2 separate regions of the Mus musculus genome follow, and region 2 is linked to region 1. The links are chromatin contacts, called in public HiChIP or PLAC-seq maps. All regions are on one chromosome and are shown on one strand. The core of a region is the stretch at or near the end of the contact, and the rest is flanking DNA. Distances in the headings are between cores, read along the strand shown.

Evidence for each region. HiChIP or PLAC-seq counts read pairs in DNA pulled down with a chosen protein or histone mark.
Region 2: a BATF HiChIP or PLAC-seq map of CD8 T cells shows a contact between it and region 1, with 7 read pairs. The contact joins two enhancer-like sites. A contact is called at or near these places in 1 of 39 promoter capture datasets (the 3T3-L1 cell line), 7 of 484 Hi-C or Micro-C datasets (the HL-1 cell line, Sertoli cells, cortical neurons and 3 more), 3 of 115 datasets of contacts at active chromatin or transcription factors (CD8 T cells, embryonic stem cells and neural progenitor cells) and 1 of 9 other capture datasets (embryonic stem cells).

Annotation. Positions count from the first base shown.
Region 1 is chr6:59,259,900-59,264,488 of GRCm38.p6, forward strand. No RefSeq gene overlaps it. Among named protein-coding and RNA genes, the nearest start is that of Tigd2, 53 kb to the left of the region's middle. Within about 2 kb of position 2,257, at least 9 of the 459 cell types and tissues checked have an H3K27ac peak or open chromatin away from gene starts, as enhancers often do. A contact at or near this core is called in CD8 T cells, where this site is marked.
Region 2 is chr6:59,350,818-59,355,406 of GRCm38.p6, forward strand. It overlaps Gprin3 (GPRIN family member 3), which reads right to left. Exons shown (of 2, transcript NM_183183.3): 2 at 1,644-4,589. The coding sequence starts at 4,503. The coding sequence ends at 2,212. Among named protein-coding and RNA genes, the nearest start is that of Gprin3, 73 kb to the right of the region's middle. Within about 2 kb of position 1,859, at least 10 of the 459 cell types and tissues checked have an H3K27ac peak or open chromatin away from gene starts, as enhancers often do. A contact at or near this core is called in CD8 T cells, where this site is marked.

The DNA of each region.
Region 1 (4,589 bases), core at 1,007-3,506:
TCATTGGTAAAAATGAAATGAATGAGAGTTTGTTAAAAACAACTATTATTGTTCTAGGCCCTGAAAAAATACCCCTCAGCTCTAGAGTAGAAAAGATGCAAGACTATTTCTACATTTGTTGAGAATATTGAGGAAGGAATGGGAATAGAGGGTGACTGTGTCTGCCAGAAGAACCATGTTTTCAGGGAAGGAGTGCATGCTACTGCTATGATTCCAGGATTGCTTGAAAATATTATAGCATAGTTTCAAAAGATCAGTTAACCCAATGTAAATTAATGACAAGAAGAACATGAGGGTAATGTGAAAAGAGGGTTATTAGAGATTAGTTGTTTAGTTATACCTCATGGCTACCCAAAAGGGAATTAACCCATATAATATCCGAGGGCAGTAGCAGATGAGAAGAAGGATGAATTAGCTCCATCCATCACCAATAGTCAAGTAGTGAGCTGCAACTTTGAAAAGGTTGAATATAGTCATCGAAGGGATAAATATAGCCATTATTACTGACGGCACAAAGACCATTCTTACCAATTCCCAAACTGTGGAACCCATTTCCAATGCTGCCAGTTGACCTACTTGGGTCCTGAACTAGCCATTCAGAATGTCTGTTACATTTTGTCTTTGGAGTAAAGGCTAGTTGTTGTATTGACTTCCACTTACTAAGAGCAAAGGCTCTGATGCTTAAGTAGCCAATGTGGTAAAGACAAAGAACATCTCATGATAAGCTGGAAAAAGAAGTCAGAGGTGGCCATTGAAGACAAGAGGCCAACAAAGCCAAGAGGCCAATATGTAGATTAAATGTTCATCCTGGATCCTTTGCAAGACATTGCCTCATGTAGACTTCTTTCTGACGTGGATGAGGGAAGGGGACATCAGAAAGTTGCTCTCCAGATATGAAACTTGGAGTTTGAATGGACTGACTAAATTCCAAGGGGGAGATGGATTATACAGAAAGTGGCTACATTGTCATTCATTCTCAAATGCTGATAAGTTCCATTTACTGTACCGCTTCTCCAAGGACAGCTGTTGAAAAGCAAATTGAGCTTCATTATAGACAAAATTATTCTCTATCCTCATAGTTGTAACAATAAAATGTCAAGCTGACATACATTCCAAATGCAATGTGCTTTTCTACAAAGTTTTGGTCTTTTATACACCCTTTAACATTAACTTGCCATACCTCTGTTTCACAATTCTCTTTTTATACTCTACATTGTATAATATTGGCAGAAATTCTGGTCACATGACAAAGAGTGTGGAGATAGCTACACACACATCTAAACTACCATTTTGAAAGGGCAGTAATAAACTTACATATATAAAATGGCATTTAAAAAAGGTGAAGCTCTGTCTTCAGAAGTCTTCTATCCTTCCTTCTTTGTGTTCTGTAGACTGCACAGGCCTGGCTCTGTGTGGGAGGAGCATAGTCACTTGTGTGAGACTATGAAAGACTAGTAATTATTCATAGTCTCACACAAGTTACTTGGTCTTCCTGACCAAGTTTTATTAAGGATTGTTACTTGATCCAGTTTTATTGACTATATAATTCTGAAAGAGTTCAAAATCATTAATACTTATACTGTTCATTATCACTATCTGTGCAGCTCAGCATGTGCACAGTAACATGTGGCATAAATACTTCTCAAAAATGCCCCCCTCACAAATTCGAATGGCATATTGTTATTCTTGGCTATTGTGAAGCAGAGTAAAATTTCAAAGTAAATTTTAATCTAGTCATATAAGCCACCCACTGAGATAACATAAAAAAAGATCCTTTATACTTAGATATATCTTCAATTCACCAGGCACGTAGAAAAATCTATCTTATTCAACACTATCCAAGGGCAAATGGTTGATCCTTTTTGCCACTTCTTTCTCTTTCTTTTCTTCCTATCTATGCACAAAGCCTTTTCAGTCACAGATAATCACCTTGTCCCCTTTTGACAACTTTATAATATTGACAAGGATACTATTTATGGAGAGTCCCTCTCCACTTGATGACACTTTCACACCCTTGTGCATAATCTCATCTCTAACAGGGCTTATATGGCTCTGGAAGATGTCATTGGGGGAGTTTGGAGTCACTGCAGAAAAGAATGCACTCATCAGTGTATTCTATTTTTACAAGGATGAAGCAACTAAAACTGTGCCCTGCCACAGAGGAGTTAAGGTGACATGTGATGCCCTGGAGAGGTAACACTGAGAAAGTACTCGGGTAGTGTGCACCACCACAGAGGAGTCAAGGTGACACGTGAGGCCCTGGAGAGGTGGCACTGAGGAACTACCAGGGCTGTAGACTGTTTCACAGAAGCCCCTCTTCCTTACTTCCTGAATTTAACAACATCCTGTCTAGTTTTTCTTGGTTTCTCACTTTCTGAGCTGATTATACATTTACATATTTATGTCTTCCTTTACTCAATAAATTAAGAATGTAACACACTACATGAAGAACCAAGGCAGGCAGAATAGCTCAGCAAGCCAGAACTCTGCTTGGCATATATCCCTTTCCTCACAATGTCCTTGGCAACCTGAGATCTGTACCTGCATAGAGCTGTATATGTGCCTTACTCCAAATGATACAACAGGTCAATCCTCCTGTAGCAACTCCTGGATAACTTCTTTTGTGATCATGTATCTTGTGAAATATTTATCTGGAAATTATGGACATCGGGCTGAACTAGGCTGGTTTGGGTTTTGGGTATATGTGCAGTTGAGCAAAATGTTCAGTCTAAGTGAACTTTTAGGGATAATCATGACCCCCATCCCATTGACTAACTCGTGCCTATGCATAATTTGGAATACATTTAACTTTTTAAACATATGCATCATGAGAAACAACATCCTGGGGGAGAGAACGACTTACATAACCAAGCCTGCCCATCAAAATAGGAAGGTACCTCCACTATGGCCTTCAGCAACCAACTCCTCCTTTCCCTGCAGTGCTTTGACAGAAGTCCAAAGCAACAGCTGTTTGAACTCTATATCTCAAGTGGCTCTCACATCTCTTGCAGTGTTTCTGTTGCTATGTCATTAAAACAAGCTTGCTGCTTTTCAGTTTTTGTGTGTTTTAATTTTTTTTTTGAGTAAGACTCCAATCTAGACAAGACTAGTAAGAATAGAATGACATTAGGAACTTGTTCAAGGTCAAGACTTCAAGTGTTACTTTAGAATAACTTCCTTCTCTCAGAGCTCAATTAGAAGGAAAGATCCATTTATGGTATGAATGCCATCATACCTCTTGTCCACTGTTCCACATTGGACCATGGAATCCTTACCTGAATTTGCCTTACTACAGCATTCCATAGTTATTCCCCAAAAAGAAATCTGCAGGAGGGAAGACAGAAATGTTGAGGTAATTGCCACTGGATAGTGCTGTGGGTACCACTGTGTCTTTGAGAAAGAAAAAAGGTGTAAAACAAAAACATTACCCTCAACTTCAGAAACTTGTCAGCTCAATAATATGGTAGCTCTTGCCCTCAAAGGGGGCATATTGGGGTATCAGTAAGTGAGCATATGATGATGTCATTGAAGAGAAAGCTGAGGAATCCAGGAAAGACTGACAAGTGCCAGTGGTTTAAATGGTGAATTTATCTCATAGTAAACAGGAGATAGGAAGTGGGGTTGGTGGGATGAGTGCCTGTAATATTCCAACACAGTGGGAGATTTTGAGTTTTTTGGAACTAGTGATTGAACAAGGGCCTTGCATATGCCAAATACATACTTTCCCAACTGAGTAAATCCAGACCTAGGTGTTTTTTTTGTTGTTGTTGTTTTGTTTTTTTGTTTTGTTTTGTTTTGTTTTTTTTATAATACTGTGTCCAATTTTCTTTTTCTTTTTTCTTTTATTATTATTAGGTATTTTCCTCGTTTACATTTTCAATGCGATCCCAAAGGTCCCCCATACCCCCCCCATCCCCTACCCACCCACTCCCCCTTTTTGGCCCTGGTGTTCCCCTGTACTGGGGCATATAAAGTTTGCAAGTCCAATGGGCCTCTCTTTGCAGTGATGGCCGACTAGGCCATCTTTTGATACATATGCAGCTAAAGACAAGAGCTCCCGGGTACTGGTTAGTTCATATTGTTGTTCCACCTATAGGGTTGCAGTTCCCTTTAGCTCCTTGGGTACTTTCTCTAGCTCCTCCATTGGGGGCCATGTGACCCATCCAATAGCTGACTGTGATCATCCACTTCTGTGTTTGCTAGGCCCTGGCATAGTCTCACAAGAGACAGCTATATCTGGGTCCTTTCAGCAAAATCTTGCTAGTGTATGCAATGGTGTCAGCATTTGGAAGCTGATTATGGGATGGATCCCTGCATATGGCAATCACTAGATGGTCCATCCTTTCGTCACAGCTCCAAATTTTGTCTCTGTAACTCCTTCCATGGGTGTTTTGTTCCCATTTCTAAGAAAGGGTAAACTGTCCACACTTTGGTCTTTGTTCTTCTTGAATTTCATGCGTTTGGCAAGTTGTATCTTATATCTTGGGTATCCTAAGTTTCTGGGCTAATATCCACTTATCAGTGAGTACATATTGTGCAAGTTCCTTTGTGATTGGGTTACCTCACTCAGGATGATATCCTCCAGGTCC
Region 2 (4,589 bases), core at 609-3,108, 91 kb after region 1:
TGAGAAGATTTGCAGCTTAATGTATCCATTTGGAGAAGCAATTTCCACGGATTGTTCTCAAACCTCTCAATTTTGTAGGATGCAAAAGGAAAAAGCAAAAATCTATTTGTGCCATTTTGTGATGTTTCTAGAGTCTCTGTCCAAATGAAGAGTTTAGTTCTCATATCAAAGAAAACCAAATTTACTAATCAAATATTTCTTCTTAAGGTTTTCCTTTGAGAGGCACCATACCAAAATGAGCAGTTTTGATTTACTGAATTTGGGAAAGATGCCTACAAGTCTCTCAAGCTAAACAATCTAAGTATTGCATGTTTACTTTAAATCTGCAAACATTATTGCTGATTAGAATTATCTTTTCTCTCCTATTTGACCGTAGGAATAGCCCGTTGTAGCACTTTTTGACTAAGGATTCCTAGGGCGCACCATCTGGAGTGGACCCTGTGGACAGCTGCTCCTGTGTGCTTGTGTATACATGGTATGAGTGCTGACATGTGACAGAAGGCCTGGGTGTGTGTAAGTTAGGAGGCAGAAAAAAATCCTGGCAAAGGTGTGTGAGGCAAATAACTACTTACAGTAAAAGGGAGAGTTTTATTCTAAATCTCTAATCATTAATATAGCAATTTGATTGGTAATTTGACAGTAATTCCTACTTTATAAAGCATCCTTAATAGAAGCCAATTAGTAAGAAGCTGAAAATGTGCCTTATTAAGAAATTCATTATAAGTTCCAAGTATAACACTGTAATTATCATTCTCCAACTGGAAGGGTGCTGTCACCGTGGCCTACTTATGCAGCTACATACTCAGTTAAATTGCTCTTGTAGAAATCAAATGCAATGTAGCTCAGGATTCGGAGCACAGGTATAATTTTTATGTTTTTAATCTACAAAATAGAAATAAACTGAAAGAAAAACAAAACAGATATGTGGCTGTACCACTGATATTTGAGTCTCTAAAGTAAAAATAAGATACACGGCAGGTCCTGTTTTCTAGCTCATCAGGAGTGATTTTAGCAAAGGTTATTGCTCTTCCTTCCACATCTAAGTCTGAAGTGTTAACTGCAACCTTCAGATTAGCTTTGTGTAGACGATGAAGGTTGGGAGGAAGGCCTGCCCTAAACCTTCACCATGCTCCTTCTTCATCCTACCCCAGTGCACAAGCTGCTGCTGCCACCCCAACTCAGTGAGTCAAGGATGTTCCCATGCATGCCATTCCTGGAGAAACCAGTGAGGGAAGATGGCCACCCAAAGTTCAAACTGATTTCATGAAGACCTCTGAAGTGTAACAGCATGTCTCTTAAAAGTGATAAATCTGAAGCAATCTAGGTTGTACATTTAAGCAATCAGAACCTGTTAGCAGAGGACACACTTACAATACAAAATTTAACTATCCTCCTTAGTCTCATGACTCTAGTCACATACACTTCCTCTAGTGTAAGAAAATACCATTTTAATGTGGTCCAAAGCACAGGGATGCGCTTTGCATTTAATGCAGGAAAATGTGTACATATAAATTCATGTTTAGTATAGGCAGTATTCATATCTGGAGGTATAGGTAACTTTTCTAACAAGAACTTGTTCACATAAAAAGGGTTAGCTTTAGATGTCTATAGCCAGTTCATATTTGTTTTTTTTATACATTTTTGAATATTTTCATTTTATCTTATTTGTCCCTGGGATAACATACATTTGTTTTTCAAGTTTTCACATTAAGGTTCTTAAAAGCTACTTAAACATTTGTGGTTCTAGCATCCTCTTGTGGTACTTGCAACATTTTGTGGTACTAGCATTCTTACCTCAGTAATACCAGAAATTACCACAGTGTTGTTAGTAGTTGTTTTTGCTAGTTTTAGTGTAAAGCAGCTATTTTAGTGGAAATACCATCCTGTGATAGACTGAGGTGAAAATACCGAATGACTTCTGTGTATAAATAATGTCCTTAAAAACCACAGTGACGATCATTTCTTCTGAACTCGTGCAAGCTGTAAGCTTTGCTTCACTCTTGTATTCTATCAGTGGGAAACAGCATTTTATTTGTGGAAAACCCAACAATTCCTAATAGCTAATTTTTAAATCTAATAGTTGCGTTTACTCCTAGGTCTCTCAGAAAACAACGACAACAAACCTAAAACAAAACAGAAATCCAAACGTCTAAGCTTTGACACAAATAGACACAAGGAATACCACAGCTCGTACACTAGTGCAGTTCCCTTTTAGTCCAGCACAGAGGACGGAGCAGGGCGGACACAGCAGTTGGGGCGCCGGAAGTTTTGCAGCATGGACTGCAGAACACCATGTTGTCTCCCTTTAAGCTTCTTACTTGAAGAAGAATCTGAGGAAATTGATCTTCGAGTCTGGCCACTTTGTGTTTTAACTATCTTCTCATGTTCCCTAATTTGTCTTTGTAAATGGTTCTGGATGGCAACTCCCAGGGACTCTGGGTCCAAGGAAGCACCATACACCTCCCAGGTCATGCCCTGGTCATCCCACACCACATCCCTCACTCGCTTGGACTGTTTCAGATGCAGCTTGGAGTCTGCACCCAGCTGTTTCTTCTTCTCTCCAGGTGTGAGGCCCACCTGAGCAGCAGCTGCTGTCACACTGAGCTCCTTCAGGAACTCGCTGACCCGGCTGCCCCTGCGCGGGCTGGCCTTGACTGAGAGAGAAGGGGTCCTCTTACCTGAGCCTGGGCTCGAGTCACCTGTGCCATCTGATGGCAGGCTCAGACTCATGACTGTCTTGGGCTGCCTGAGTTCTTCCAAGGTGTTCTGTTGGCTCTTCCTCCCTGGGGAGGGTGCAGGACTGACCTCTGGTCCCTCACCTTCCTTTACCTGAGATTTAGGATTTAGCAATAGGGTTTTGGCATCTAGAGTGCTGGTGGCTCCAGGTGCATGGTCTTTCACGATAAGAGGAGACGCAGGCTTCTTGTCCTTTGCACCTTTTTTATCAGTGGGGTCCAAGCTCTCCGGGGGGTAGTCTTTGTTGGCACCTCCACCGGAGTTGGACGGTTTGCAGCTTGACTCTGCTTTGTGGTCTTTTGCAGTTTTCACTACAATTTCAGGTTCCCTGGGTCCAGAGTTCCACAACCCCTGATTTATCTCAGCTTGACTCCCTGCTGGGAGGGAAATCTGGCCAATGGCGTTAGCTTTCTGGAAGTCAGGATTAGTACCTTCAGGCTGTCTAGAGGTTGCCTCTTTGCTTGCTGACAACCGCAGGTCTTCCTCTGTTTCCGTGTTTTGACTGGAGGTCACATGGATCAGTGGGGATTTAAGGCCTTCAGCTGGTTGGTTCGCTGGTTTGCATCCCCCTTTGAAAGCCGCAGGAGTGGCAGTGGCTGCTTGGATATGCACCTGTGGTACAATGCTGGGGCATTGCCTTGACTCCTGGGAGTCTACCATGCTGTTAGAGAGTTCCAACAAGTGGTTCCCACTGCCCTTGCCATGGCAAATGACACGCAGTTGCTCCTGCCCATTCTCTAGCTCAGGAGCAGGATTTTCTTTTAAATATGCGGGGAGGATACTGGGGCTGGTAGAGACAGACCTGCTCTCCACACTTGCCACTGCCTGTACCTCAGCATCTTGCCAAGCCCTGCCAGAGACCTCCTTAGCCCCACTTTCAGCTTGGCAGGTCATTGTACTGGCTTCTTTAAACCTTGACACAGGATACTGTGCTGGTAGCAGTGCCTGCCTTGCTTCTGAAGAACATGTGGCCCCTTTGCTGGTGAGGTGGGACGGCGGAGGGTTTTCCGACCTTTCAGCTGTGGTGTTCAAGGCAGTGGCAGAGGGCTGTTTGTTCTCCGAGCACCCCTCTCTTACTGGAGGTTCACTGGACACCGCGGTGATGTTATTGATGACTTTCTGCCCTTCCCCCTCAGGTCTGTCTGCAGAAGGGGATGCTATATCTGGAGTCTGTAAAATTCCTTGGCTGTTTTCTGGAGAAGGAAAATCACAGAGCCCTTCTTGATTTTTGCTGCTGCAACAGGTGACCCTGGCAGGACAACCTGGCTTTTCAGGGTTCTCGCCGTTTGAGTTTGCCTCGGATTTCACCAAGGAACCTTCAGGTACCGCACAGGTGCTAGTATTTGGTGCATCCCTTTGGATGGCATGGTGAGTGTGCTGGACTACAGATATTAAACATGGCGCAGATATAAGTTCCTTTTGTGCAGTAGCGTTCAGGCCTGGAGCTGCGGACTCCTTGCTTCCATGAAGCAGGAAGTCATCAGGTGTTTTCTGTTTGGGAGACACTGGCTCTCCCTCACTGAAGACACCAGGAGATGCCATGTCTTGCTGACTGGACTCAGACACACAAGCTTGCATCAGGGCTTGAGCAGCTGCACTGAGCTGGAGGCTGAGTTCTGCAGGAACATTGCCAATGCCACTAGCATTGTTATCTGGCTGAGCTGGTTGTGGTGAGACACTCTGCGACTCCCCTCGAGACTCTTCCTTTCCAGAAGCTGCCACTATCGAAGCTTTAGTCACCCTCAGAGGGTCAGGTACAGTCCCCATGGGACCTCTTTCCAAGATCGCTCCAGTGTCTATTCCAAGTATGTTTTCCACTGGGAAGTAGTTGGAACTCAGAGGGAAGCCATAGG